Linked DNA regions of Sus scrofa: region 2 is linked to region 1. The links are chromatin contacts, called in public HiChIP or PLAC-seq maps. All regions are on one chromosome and are shown on one strand. Each heading gives the region's core, a stretch centred on a gene start, on an enhancer-like site or on the middle of the called end of the contact. The rest is flanking DNA. Distances are from core to core; before and after follow the strand shown. Region 1 overlaps SLC14A2 (urea transporter 2). Region 2 overlaps SLC14A2 (urea transporter 2).

Region 1 (3,223 bases), core at 509-3,008:
TCAGATTGTGAATATGAGAATCAGTTTGTACTCATGATGGCCACTCGCCATATAAGTTTTTAGATAAAACCCTGGACTCCCAACTTCCTTCAATTTTGGGCACTTTGGGGCTGCCCTATGTCCTCCTTAGGAAAACTTTCCTGTCCCTCCAACCAGAAATGATCACACCATACTTTTTACACCTCTGTGCATATCTCACTGGCTGGCAGTATGTTCATTTATGTATTAAATCTACTCCATGAAGTGATTGCAAACTCTTTGAGGAAAAAGACAGATTGTACTTGTGAATGTTTAGTTCTTTCCACATTCTTCCCTTGGCGCCTCACTAAAAGTGAGTACATAGTGAACATTTACTAAACAGGTTTTACAGTTTGGAAGCCCCAACTCTTGTCTTTCTAACCAGAAGAGAAGATACATTTTCAGTCCAGGGTCACTGACCAGAATCTGTAACTGAACATATGGGCCTGTGGAGCAGACATAAGCAGAGGAAGGTATGGCCAGCAGGCAACCATCCCAAGGGCCTCTCAGGTCTGCCACAAAATCACTGGAAAATGGGATTCCTCACAAATCAATGAACAAACTCCCAAGACCCGCGGCAGTCAGACCAGTCCTCATTGGTCCTAGACTATTATGCTCAGCCTTTGTTCCCCGAGACCTTTATTTGGAAATGCCTGTTCCATCTTAAAAGTAAGGTTAAAACTTAACAAGGTGTATTCAAGTTAAGAGACTTTCCTAAGTTTGCTCAGATGATTGGGACATCTCAGAAAATCCTGCCTCCTTATCACTGTGGTCCCACCTGCTTCATGTCCCTCATGCCACTCCTCTCTGAAGTCTTTTCCTGAGCACCTCACTTATGCTGTAAAAATCCACATTGTCAGTTCCTCTCATTTCAACTCTTTGCATCTATGGGTTGCATAAACCTTGTGGTCTCCTTTTCCCACATTCCCCACAGTGCTGGGCACACAGTAAAGTGCTCAGCAGTGAAGAAGGTGAACCAGACCTTGCCTAGTTTTTCTTGAACCCTGTCTTCTCCTGCCTTCTGCCTCCACCCCTACTCACTTCCCAGAATCCTACATGAGGGGTATTGTCACTTATCAAAAGATATGACCATACCAGAGTTCACTGGTGGCTCAGTGGGTTAAGGATCTGGCCTTGTCACTGTTTTGGCTTGAATTGCTGCTGTGGTGCTGGTTTGGTTCCTGGCTGGGGAACTTCCACATGCTGTGGGTATGGCCAAAAAAAAAAAAATGGAAAGGAAGTGATGTGAGGTCCAAGTTAAAGGGGCTGAGTGGCATTTGAGAAAGCAAACTCAAAGAATCAAACTTCATGTCTAATAACAGCCAGCACTGCTGGGCCCAAACTTGTGGGCTTTATAAATTGATTTGTCTTTGGGCCCCTTTACAGAGCTGTTTCTAGGCGACCGACAGGTTGGCTGTATATCATGCACTCTCAGGCCTCGTGCTGTGGCAGCCTGCTTCTGACCTCTTAATCAAGCTGGGTGCGGGCACAGAAAGGAGATATGCGATCACTTATGGAAACACCCAGCTGGCGTTGGTCCCACAAACCATCTGCCTGTCTCGCTATGGTCAGACTGACTGTCTGCTAAAGCCCCCTTCTCCTATGAGCCATTTATATATTTCCTCAGCCCCCTTATTTTTTTTTCTAAGTGGAAAACAAAGAGCATTATTGGATGTGCTCTGCTTGGCTGCAGCTGTGAATCACAAAGTTGGAAGTCAGTCCAAGTTAGAGTCAGACATCACATTTTTGCTTGCTTGGGGAGAGGTCCAAACTGCTGATCTAGCCTCATTTGGTCTCTGATATTTTATTTATCTACAAAGTTGACATGGCCCTGTTAGGAAATATCTTGCTGTTATGTATTTTCTCATTCTTTCAGCTTCCAAAGGGAAGGAGCCTTTGGTTTAGTTGTAACCAAGGGTCAAGATTTCTTCTTGGCCTTGTCAGGAGGTAATCAGTGTAAAGACAATACAATGTGAGAATTATTTGCAGCTGGTAGCAGCAGGGATGGGAGAGAGCTCATAGCGTTTGACATAATTCCCCTTGGCTCTTTGCTACTTACCAAAGTCAGTAATAGATCACAAATACAGAATGGTGGACAGAACTAGATGAACCTAGATGAGACCCTTGCTCATCATCATTGTTCCATTCAACTAGGATTGAATGAGGACCACTAGGGACAATGGCCTCATGACCTCTGAGTAGAGAAGACACAATCCCTATACCCAAAAGGTAACATTCTGATAGTCAGTTAATCAGCCAATTAACAAATCAATACTGACTCTATCCTCTATGCCTGTTTTTGAGTTCCCCCAGAAGCAGACTCTGAGGTAGCGATGTGAGTGCAAACAGTTTAAATGGGGATCACAGGTAACACCCGAGAGAATCCAGGCAAGTAATATGGGGAAGAAAAGGCAGTGAATCGTGGCAACATCATTTATTTAGCCAGCTACGGCTGTGCACCACTGAAGCCTAACTCTTGAGAAAACTCTGGGAAATGGTGCAAAACACATGGCTTGGGACCATTTCAAGGAGTGAGAGAGCTGAGGTGTTTATACACCAGTTCCCCAAGAGTCATTGATTTGAGGGCTAGTGCCAGGGGGTGTAACTCTTCGAAACTCTGCCTTGCCATATATTCATAGAGCAATATTTCCTCTACGGAGGATGGAAGAAGGCACAGAAATGCAAATATTAGCAGCTGTAAGTTAGCTGAAGCCCACTGAAGGTCCAAGGAACATGAGGAGGGTCCTGAAAGTACCTAAGACAATCCCCAAATGAGGGGCTTTGGGGGAAGAAAGAAATTGAAGATACACTTTCTATGTTCATCATGTGATCAGTTTGGAAGGATGAAAGGGTTAGAAAGCAATCCAGCAAGTGTCATAGTGAGAGACTAAGCTAAACAGAAGTTCAGTTAAAAACAAAATAGTAGTTCAGGGGAAGGAAAAATAACTAACCATTAGGAAAATTCCATGAAAAAATTTAGGATCAAATTAGGATTTGAAGAATGGATAGGATATGGATTATGGAAAGGAAAGGAAGAAAGGTTGAGAAAAATAAGTTCCAAAATGGGTCTAAAAGTTAAATTGAAAAATAAACAGACATCAAATTCAGAGCAATAAACTCCTCCCTCCTATTTATATTCATATTATCATCTTAGAGATATTTCACTACATCCACAATTACATGCCAATAAATGATTTTTGTTTAA
Region 2 (3,223 bases), core at 393-2,892, 170 kb after region 1:
TGAGGAAGCAAATGCTTCATGAAATGTGAAATACTATGTGCATGAAGTTTTACAGCAGTGCAGAATTTGTCACGTTCACAGAGTGTGCCTGTGTATACTTGTGTGTGAGTGAGTATAAGTGTGTATTTGTGTGTATGTGTGCACGAGATATATGTGAGAGTGTGTGGGTGTATGTGCATGTACATGAGTGCATGTGCAGAGTATCCTGTGAGTGTATGAGTGTGTATGTGTGAATGCGTGAGTGTGTGTGTGTGTGCACATGACTGCATGTGTGGATGAGAGTGTGCATGTAGGGTGTGTGTAGGTGTGTGGCTGTTACACTGTGAAACAGATACCAACCCCCACAGGTCAAAGGCAAGGTCAGAACACCTGTGGGTGATCAGGAAGTCACCATGGTAACAATGGGGGTGGGTTGGGGACAGGATCCAGGTGGACAATGGAGAACAACACACTTGAAGAGAATCAAGCCTGAGGAGGCCTCCTGCACAGGAAAAGGACAAGTGCTGTGGACGGAGAAGCTAGAAATCAGCTCAGGCACAGGGGCCCAGCCCAGAGGCAGAACCACAGCAGAGCGAGGACAGTTGCCACTTTTGAGGCTGCTTAACTTTTCCCTCAAGTAGCCCCAACTGACCCACACATTGTCCCCAGGTGGTTTGAAGACACACCTGAAGCAGCCACCTACAGACTCAAAATGTTTGAAAATAAGAAAGTGTGCACTCTACTTTGTAATATGCCATATTTGCTTAAATATACAACTATTTCCCTCCAAAAACATTTCACCCCCAGAGCAGCGAGCTCCCCTGTGCCACCTGAGCCCCACGGGTCATGCCTGGAGGTGGCAAGACAGGTGCAGAGCACCTCAGAAGCTTTTGGGGCCATGGCATGACCAAGCAGTGTTTGAAGATGACTCATCCATCACCAGTGGTGACATGGAGAGGACTAGGGGGCCGGCCTGGACAGGGGAGGGCCTGGCCCAGTGGCAGAGAGCAGACTAATGTAGGTTGGGGCCCTCAAGCAGAAGTATGGTGGCCCAGTAATGGCTGCTGTTGGGATGGTGAGACAGGGGCCAGTACCCAGCCTGGGGAAGGGTCAGACCACTTGAGAAGTGTCCGCCGAGAAGGGCGTGGGCACCCCTCTGAATATCCTTCCAAACACAGGTGAAAATCTGAGGAAGCATTGTTGTGCTGTGGCATAGGCCAGCAGCTACAGCTCTAATTCTACTCCTGGCCTGGGAACCTCCATATGCCTCAGGTGCGGCCCTAAAAAAGCGAAGGAAAAAAGAAAGAAGAAAGAAAGAAAGAAAGAAAGAAAGAAAGAAAGAAAGAAAGAAAGAAAGAAAGAAAGAAAGAAAGAAAGAGAAAGAAAGAAAGAAAGAAAGAAAAAGAAAGAAGGAAAGAAAGAAAGTCTAAGGGAGAGATCAAAGGTCCAGCCTCTTACTCTCATCCCACATAGGCTCCTGAGCCTTTCAGCTGAGGGCCCTGGTTAGATTCCCAGCCCTGGTCCTGCAGGAGAGCCAGCAAGATAGGCACCAACTGTGCAACCCCAGAGTCTGTGCATGGCTCAGAGGACCCATGCTGCCCCAGTCCCTCCCAGCTTGACCCTCTGGCCCCAGTGAGTCAGGCTCTGCTCAGCCCACATTAGACTCACTGGGCTGGAGCTGCCAAGAAAAGCTCTGAGCCACCCCTAACAAGAGGCAGCTCTCAGCCAGCCTCTTACACAACTGGCCCTGAGAAAGGCACCTCTCACCTTGGCCCAATGGCTGGCCAGGCCCCTTCCTCTTTTCCCCTGCCTATCTGTCTAGTGACCAAGACTCTCTCTCAGCCTTATCCCTCCCTGACCTCCGTGGGGATCCAGCCCACAGGCCTATTCTGTCCCTATTCCAGCATCCACTCAGCCATGCGCAGCTGATTTCAACCTTTCAGCAGCTGGCCACGCGGTTCAGAGATCAGCAGAGCCCCTGGTGCAGGGACTCAGCCAGCTCAGCGAGGTCCTTTCAGAGCAAGGTCCCTGCCTTTTATTCTGCTGTCTCTGTGATCCAGTGGCAAGATGGCAGAGAGTCTGGAGATCTTGTCTGGTGAGCCAAGTCGAGGGATGCTCAAGAGGTCCAGCGTAGAGAAAGGAAGGCTTAGAGTTAATCTCTGCAGTGTTCTCATGTGTGATGGGGGGGGTGTGTCCTGTGCCAACAGGATGACAGAACTGGAACCAGTGATGGGTAAAACCCAGAGGCTTGATGTCAGCTCTCCGGACCCAAGGGTTTCCAGTAATCAGAGCTGTTCACAGTGAGAACAGCCTGCCTCATGGGGTCATGGGACTGCAGCCAACAGTCGGAGGCACTACAAAATGTTTGAGAGAGGCAAAGGATATCCCTTTCAATCTTGAGACTGTAGAGACTTATGGAAATTCTCCTTTCCCATAATCACAAATTCCCATAATTGCAAAGCCTTGGGCAAAATGTATCAATGCAACACAAATTTTGGAAAACTTAATCATGTTTCCTTCTCCAGAACTTCAGCAACCTCCTAACTCAGGTGGGTGCAAGATGACATACATGAGACTACTTTAGATTCAGCCCCAGGACAAGGTCTCCTTCAGACTTAAACCCGACAGGCCACAGGGAGGGACAGCTACATACTGATGCACACCAAAAACTCCAGAAACCCCTTAATTTCAGGCCCTTTCCTCTCAAATGTGCAAGCGTGTGCCAGGGAGGGTGCAGCCTCTCCCCACTGGGCATGTTCTTGCATGGGTGCCAGAAACAGACAGCCTTTTAGAGAAAAGAGCCAGAAGGAGAATTTCAAAATGAGAGCAATACAGTGGGAGCCATCTTTGCTAATGTTGGGAGAACTAGGGTCCAAATTTACCACCGAGAACTCTTCACAGTATGGCTTCTGACACACAGCTTCACTTTGTCTTGCCAGCTGACCCCTACTCCAGCAGGTCTACCCCTGGGATCTTCTGGCACAAACCAGGTGTGTATTTTTTGCAGGCGTTTCCTTGGCCTGGCGTCTTCGCCTCCCACTTGCCTGCTCAGCCAAGTCCTGGTGTGAAAGCCTGGGCAGGTCTCCCCAGGGGCCTGGGAGGTTGGGGAACTGCCCTGAACGCTTACAGCAGCCCCAGCGGCCCTGCCCCCACCCCACTTTCCCTCCACTCTGAGTCTGCTGACGGTAGCCTGGCAGTTGTGGTCCCCCTGGGGAAGCCTAAGGGCACACAGTAGGGATCCAAC

Evidence for each region. HiChIP or PLAC-seq counts read pairs in DNA pulled down with a chosen protein or histone mark.
Region 2: a contact with region 1 is called in an H3K27ac HiChIP or PLAC-seq map of skeletal muscle, with 3 times the contacts expected there. The contact joins two enhancer-like sites. A contact is called at or near these places in 1 of 47 Hi-C or Micro-C datasets (alveolar macrophages) and 1 of 2 datasets of contacts at active chromatin or transcription factors (skeletal muscle).

What each region holds. Positions count from the first base shown.
Region 1 is chr1:95,084,968-95,088,190 of Sscrofa11.1, forward strand. All of the region lies in intron 2 of SLC14A2 (urea transporter 2), which reads left to right. Among named protein-coding and RNA genes, the nearest start is that of SLC14A2, 250 kb to the left of the region's middle. Within about 2 kb of position 1,759, at least 15 of the 83 cell types and tissues checked have an H3K27ac peak or open chromatin away from gene starts, as enhancers often do. A contact at or near this core is called in skeletal muscle, where this site is marked.
Region 2 is chr1:95,252,834-95,256,056 of Sscrofa11.1, forward strand. All of the region lies in intron 3 of SLC14A2 (urea transporter 2), which reads left to right. Among named protein-coding and RNA genes, the nearest start is that of SLC14A1, 100 kb to the right of the region's middle. Within about 2 kb of position 1,643, at least 19 of the 83 cell types and tissues checked have an H3K27ac peak or open chromatin away from gene starts, as enhancers often do. A contact at or near this core is called in skeletal muscle, where this site is marked.